Linked DNA regions of Mus musculus: region 2 is linked to region 1. A link is a contact called in public HiChIP or PLAC-seq data. All regions are on one chromosome and are shown on one strand. The core of a region is the stretch at or near the end of the contact, and the rest is flanking DNA. Distances in the headings are between cores, read along the strand shown. Region 1 holds the start of Tjp1 (tight junction protein 1). Region 2 overlaps BC046251 (cDNA sequence BC046251).

Region 1 (3,162 bases), core at 274-2,773:
AATATCATCACTTATATTTTAAAAGTAACAAATGTTGCACTGATTCTAGTTTTTGGACCCAGTCTTTCTTTTAGATCTCTTATCAATGTTTGCTCAAAAAAAAAGATACAAACTAAATTACTCCTACAGGAGCAATACTCTATTCCTTAAAACAATCTATACTAAACCTTGTATCTGCCAAAGAAACAAGGTCCTGTCAAGAATTCAGAAATTTCCATCTATTCTCAAAGGTTATGATTAAGTATTTCAAATAGAAAACTACATAAAATCACCACCTGTTTAAGCTGTTTGAATAACGGATTGATTTTTCTCACACTGTATGTCTGTCATTGAAAAAGCAAGCACTTTAGGATTTTTTTTTAATTAAAACGTACAAAAGAAGGATTCTACTTCATCTTTAAGAATTTTAGCCTAATGTAATAATAATATAACACACTGTCAAGAAGCACACTTCAAAGCACACAGGAAAATAGGCAAGTTGTTTTGTGCAGAATTCACCGGGCTCTTTTGGTTTGCACCCATCTTACTGTCCATGTGTAGGGACACTTTGTGCTACTTCTGAAAGTTGAAATTAAAGTGCTTAAAAACTTTCCTCCTTCTGTGGCCTCACATAAATAATAAACCTCAAAATAAACCATAGCTACTCTAGAGCTGAGTGTTTTGCTGTCTCCAAGCTTTATCGCTGCCATTGCGCATACCGCAGCGGGTGACATCAGATCGAAACTATAGGGTTTCGTCGGGTACCAACCACTCCTCCAGAGCCAGCCCCGCGGCTACCCACCCACCCTCCTGCTGCAGCTGACACCCCCGGGTCTCCGCAGACACGCTCCCGGGACCTGAGAATCCTCACCCGGGGCGACTTTCCAGGCGCGGGACCTGTTGCACGTCGCCTCCCAGCGCGAGCCGGAGCCAGGCACCGGCAGCCGTGCACCTGCCCGGGCGGCAGGCGCACCCCCAGCCCGCCCTCCCGCCTTCCCTCACCGCCCCGCCGCGGTCGCCCCCGGCTGCCGCCGCGGGGAGGGCGGGGCGAGGCTCCCCCGCCGCCCCCCGCCGCCCAGCCCGCCGCCCGGCTGGCCGAGAGGTTCTCACCTTAGCGGCCGCGGCCCTGGCGGACATCTTGTCTCTCTCCGCGCCGCGCGAAGCTCCTCGGACCCGAAACTCCGCGCCGCCGGCCCGCCCGCTCCTCACGCCACCGTCCGCATAAACATCTCCCGGGGACGAGCGGGGCAGGGGCGGGGGAGGCCGGAAAGGCCCGGCCCACGGGGAGGGGATTCAAGTGGGACAAAAGTCCGGGAAGCGTCCGCCCCGCCCGGGCTTCTCCGCGGGGCACACCCGGCCGCCTGCTCGGCCTCCGCCGCCCTCCGCCGGCTCGCCGCTCCGCAGTACCCGGGCCTCCGGCTGTCCCCTACACCCTCGGGCGTCTCCTCCAAAGCCTGCTCCCGCACGTAACTTCCCCGGAACGCGCGGCCGCCGAGAGACGTGCCGTCGGCGGGCAGAGCCGTCGCGGGCAACTCAGGCGGCCACGCAAAACCTGCCGGACCGGGCCACTGAGCATGCCCAGCCGGCGGGGGCGGGGCCTCCGCGAGGGGCGGGGCCAGGCCGGGTCCGACCCCCGCGCGGAAGGAAAAGCTCGGCTACCCAAGTTACTTGCTAGGCGGTTTCCGCTGCCGCGCGATCCATCCTGTTTGTTTTTATCACAGATCCGGCAGAATTCGATTCACCCCCACCCCCGAGAACCCCAAACTCCTGTGTACTAAAGCTTTTTGACTCCCTACACAGACTTGTCTACTTTCTCCTCAACCAGCAACCCCAGATGGGCCCCACGCAGGAGTGTGACAATTAAGGTCGGCCTGGCCAATACCCAACTGTGGTTTCTTTAGCCTCGCAAGTAACAATGGTCACAACTGTCACCATGTGTCTCGGCACTGTTACCCCATTGGAGATATGTTTTTGTTTAAAGCACAACAGAAGCGTTCTAGAAGGCTCAGGACAAACCGACTGCCTTAAATAAACCAGGTACAAATCTGGACACTGAGATAATCCCAGCCCCCTTCTCCCGCCTCGCTAGACAGGGATCTCAATAGAATATTTTAGGCTATCAAGATTGCTGAAATTCTTGGCCCCTGAAGAGACAGAGCAGGCTGCCTGCCTTTCTAAACCAGAAAAGGATGTAAGGACACGCGGAATTCAACAAGTTCAATAGGCCACTGTGCAAACTTAGGCCAACTGTCTTGCTGAACCAAAAAAAAAAAAAAAAAAAAATTAGGTAGAAAACTATTTCGAGCTTCATTAATTTACATTCTGTATACTGCAAAGCTCTTAAGGAATATTAGAAAAATTTAGTAACATTAGATAACATCCTAAAGTACCTAGCATAGTGCTACAGTAGCCATACAAGGAAGAGGGAGACAGAAGCATCGGCTTTTAGACTATTGTTGTCTTTTGAGAATTCAACTATATGACCAATTTAAACCTAATTCTAACTTGGAAATATCCATACATGAAATGTAAACATCAATTAAGGTTTCAAAGTCAAGTATTTTGTAACTCTAAGCCAGCTGAACCAGAAAAGAGCATCGTGCAAACCAAACCCTGTTTCTCGGCATGTAGGAAAACAGTTAAAGTCAGTTTTGTTTTTTGTTTTGTTTTGTTTTAGTTGTGGTGTGTGTAGTTATTTCACAGGCAAAGTGTCCTGTGTTCTCTCAAAGGGGGTGATTAAATTTATCCTATGAGAAAACAGCATTATAAAAGACTTGGGTGTGCTGTGGCTGAGAAAGCGGTTCCTGAAGGACTTTCATACCAGGGAGGGCATTACCATTTAATAAGAGATGCACTCTGCAAACCTGCCTAGCAGTTTGATGCGCCTACTCCTTCCCTTTTCTCTTTGGTCAATCAGTTTATCAAGTCTATTATGTAAGCTAAATATTAGATCACTACATCGTGTCTACATCTAATTTACCTGATTGGTCTTATCTTGCCATGGCTTTAAAAAAAAAATGAAATCAAGGAAAACCATTTCACTTTCAGAACACTTTGCTTTAAAAAGTGTGTCAATTAAAAATTTCCAAATAATGTAACCATTCTTAAAATTTTTCCAGTGGTATTTTGAGTAACCAAATTAAATTATCTAACATGAACTATAAGCTGCACTAGGTAAGTTGA
Region 2 (3,162 bases), core at 171-2,670, 240 kb after region 1:
GACCACCGCCAATGGAGCACGACCCTTATCCCAGTGTCTAGCAGAACTGAATGCCTCCAAAAAGGACATGGGGGAAGCTTAGACGCGATCCTGCTCCAGTGGCACCTTCAGATGACATCATGTCTGACACCCTGACTGTAGCCTTCTGAGAAACCTGGAGCTGGATTCACAAGTGAGCTGTGTCCAGGTATCCTGCCCGCAGGTGCTGTTTGTGTTAATAGTTTATTATGCATCAGTAGATGATGAGGATACTCACCCTTTCATACTTTCATCGAAACCAACTACTAGAGGTTGTTCCCTGTGCTTCCCATAGCACCTGACTTTACACCCTTCTGGAATTCCAGGGAAGGTAGTCAGTTACTTAGGGAGGAGCCTACTGCCCCAGCCACATATGCCTCCGGATACCCTTTCCTCTGCTGGACGACTGCTGCTCCAGTCTGATCTTGATCCCGAGTTCTTCTGGGAGTGAGTGCTCCTTTCATTCTTCTGCCTCGCTCATCTGGTGCTCCCAAGCTAGGCTCAGAGCCACGTGGTCTTCTTCTGTGTGCCTGACCTGGATTCCTGACCTAGAGCCTGATTGCTGCATTTCTGATCTGATCTGGTCGGTAGAGTTTTTTGCTTTGTGTTTTGGTTTTTTGTTTAATAATTGCAGCTGTATTCTATGGGTTACATTTTTTTTTTTGACTTTGCACTGTACCCACACAAATCAAAAATAGCTTTGGCAACCCATCCCTGCAGGATGGTCAGATTCCATCCATCAGAAATATAAGGCTGGGTTCTGAGTTAGTAAAGCAAGGCCAGCTCCTGGCACCAGCTCTGGCCCATGGCTCCTGGATGACTCCCCTTGATCTTGTATCTCCAGTTCTGAGGCAGAAAGCATTTCAGATGCATGTGTCTTCCCATCTTTCCAGGGCGCATGGGATGGAACTTGGCAGACATGCCTGGTCCTCATAGGGAGATGTGAGTGTATCAGCTCCGAGCAAGATTGCCAGCTGGCACCGCCACCCAGTGGCACAGCGGTGAGTCACAGAAGCTGCAAGGAGTGGGATGTGGGGCTGAGAATCAGTTTCCAGGCTCCCAGCAATTAGAAGCAGGCCATTGACTTGGGGCCAAGAGAAAAGAGCAAAAGTCCTGTTTCCTGGCGCCCTGGGGCTTCCACACACTCATGCCAACCTGCTTGCCCTCTGCTCCCATGATTGCTTTCTGTGGACACTATTTTGGAGTGATGGCTAGACTCAGCTGTTTTAGCTTCAGAACAAGGCTTACTACCCAAGGACAGGTTGGGCTTAGACAAACAAAACCGTTGTAGCCTGTGAGCAGGATCGTTATCTCCTCAAAGAGATGGAACTATAACAAGCCTGTCTGCAGTTATTGCAAACGCTGAAACACCGCCTGCCTGGAAGTCTCTGCATAAGGGCACCCCCAGGAATGCCTCTGTGCAGACAGCGTCTACTCTCCTGCCTCTGTAGCTGTACCACAGTGTGTGGATAAACTCTACTTCCGCTTTCACGTCCTGGTAAGTCCTTTCATCTCCCACATCACTGGCCCATTACCAACACTTCCTGACACAACTTTGGGACCCACATGGGGACTTCTCTTCTTGCCTCCCCTCCGAGTAATGCTAGTGGTATTTGGTCAGTTGTTCTGTGGCAACTGAAAGTCCTAGCTGGGGCTGCTTTCCAGAGATGCCCAAAGGCCTCCAAGTTGTGACCCTGGGTTACCATCATGCATTGGGATTCCTTTTGGTGCCTTGTGGAAAAGCTTACTGCCCATTCTTAACTGACAGACCCTGGCCAAGGCTACACTTTGGACGGACATGAAAGCAATGGAGAAGCTGGACGGTTTTTACATTTTACAGCCCGTGATGGTAAGGGGGTTACATTCCTCTCCTCAGAGCCCCTTTCGCTCTCAGTGAGGGGTATGATTGGCAGCTACTCATTCAGGATGAGCCCACATATCTTTGGAGGACTCCCACTCCCTTCTCCCTGACAGATTTGCTGCCACTGCACTTTGGAGGGCTTGTGTCTTCTATTCCTTCTCCCATCTCGATGTCTGTACTATTATTTATCTGAACTGGCACAGTGGCAGCTGACTCACGTGCTTTCGCAACCCTTGCCTTTCTGTCTCATTCCTCAAGCACTGTTGTGGAGTAAGCCCCCACCTTCCATTGAGTCAGTGAGTGAGCCTCTCCTTTGCTTACACAAATCCCTTGAATAATCTAACCTTGCACTGAGAGGTAGACATGTCTTTGTGTTGATGTCCCTGAACTTGGAGAAACCCTTTTTAGTAGGTGAATCCCCCTTATAAAGGGGTGCCTCCAGTCCATTATAGATAGTAAGAGGGGGTCACTACTTACTAAGAGAACCTCCTGTGGGGCAGTTCCTCAGTAGTCTGGCTGTGGGACAGACCTCTTTCCCTTCTGACTTCCCAGTAAGCTATATTCTTAAATACTGGAACACTGGAACAAATTTGAGCCACACACAGGTAATTTTCCTGTGTGATGTCACCAGGCTACAATCTGAGAAGCATTGTCAGGTCTGGACCCTCTACAATACACCAAGTCTATACCTTACTTTTTCTGTTACAACCTTATAAAGTCCTCTAAAGTCCTTGACGGCACTGTCCCAAGATTCTGCCTTGCATGAGAGAAGCTACATGTGTCTTGCCAAATTTGGAAGACCAATATCCAATCCAGATTTTTTTTTTTCGAGACAGGGTTTCTCTGTGTAGCCCTGGCTGTCCTGGAACTCACTTTGTAGACTAGGCTGGCCTCGAACTCAGAAATCCGCCTGCCTCTGCCTCCTAAATGCTGGGACTAAAGGCGTGCGCCACCACGACCAGCTCAAATGTTCTTGATAACCCCTGCTAGGGCTGCTTTCACTCTGACCCTATAGCCAGGGTTCCTGCTGCTCCCCTGGACAGCCCCAATCCTTTAAATCTCTCTACCTTACCTAGATACACACACACACACACACACACACACACACACACACACACACACACACACCATACAGAGGAGGTGAGAAGAGAAAGGGAAAGAAAACTCTTATCAGGGACAACCAAAACTAAACCTCAAATTTCTCTTTCCCCTTCATTAAGTGGCCAGTGGGGAAACTTGAACCATCAGAGTACATGAGCCATTTCCTATGTCAGACCTGTCAC

Evidence for each region. HiChIP or PLAC-seq counts read pairs in DNA pulled down with a chosen protein or histone mark.
Region 2: an H3K4me3 HiChIP or PLAC-seq map of forebrain shows a contact between it and region 1, with 5 times the contacts expected there. The contact joins the enhancer-like site here to the promoter of Tjp1 in region 1. A contact is called at or near these places in 1 of 39 promoter capture datasets (cranial neural crest) and 5 of 115 datasets of contacts at active chromatin or transcription factors (embryonic basal ganglia, embryonic forebrain, embryonic stem cells and 2 more).

Annotation. Positions count from the first base shown.
Region 1 is chr7:65,369,721-65,372,882 of GRCm38.p6, forward strand. Tjp1 (tight junction protein 1) reads right to left here and starts at 1,524. Exons shown (of 27, transcript NM_001163574.1): 1 at 1,090-1,524. The coding sequence starts at 1,116.
Region 2 is chr7:65,609,386-65,612,547 of GRCm38.p6, forward strand. BC046251 (cDNA sequence BC046251) reads left to right here. Exons shown (of 8, transcript NR_131060.1): 3 at 1-187; 4 at 345-601; 5 at 912-1,019; 6 at 1,369-1,516; 7 at 1,787-1,867. Among named protein-coding and RNA genes, the nearest start is that of BC046251, 29 kb to the left of the region's middle. Within about 2 kb of position 1,421, at least 13 of the 459 cell types and tissues checked have an H3K27ac peak or open chromatin away from gene starts, as enhancers often do. A contact at or near this core is called in forebrain, where this site is marked.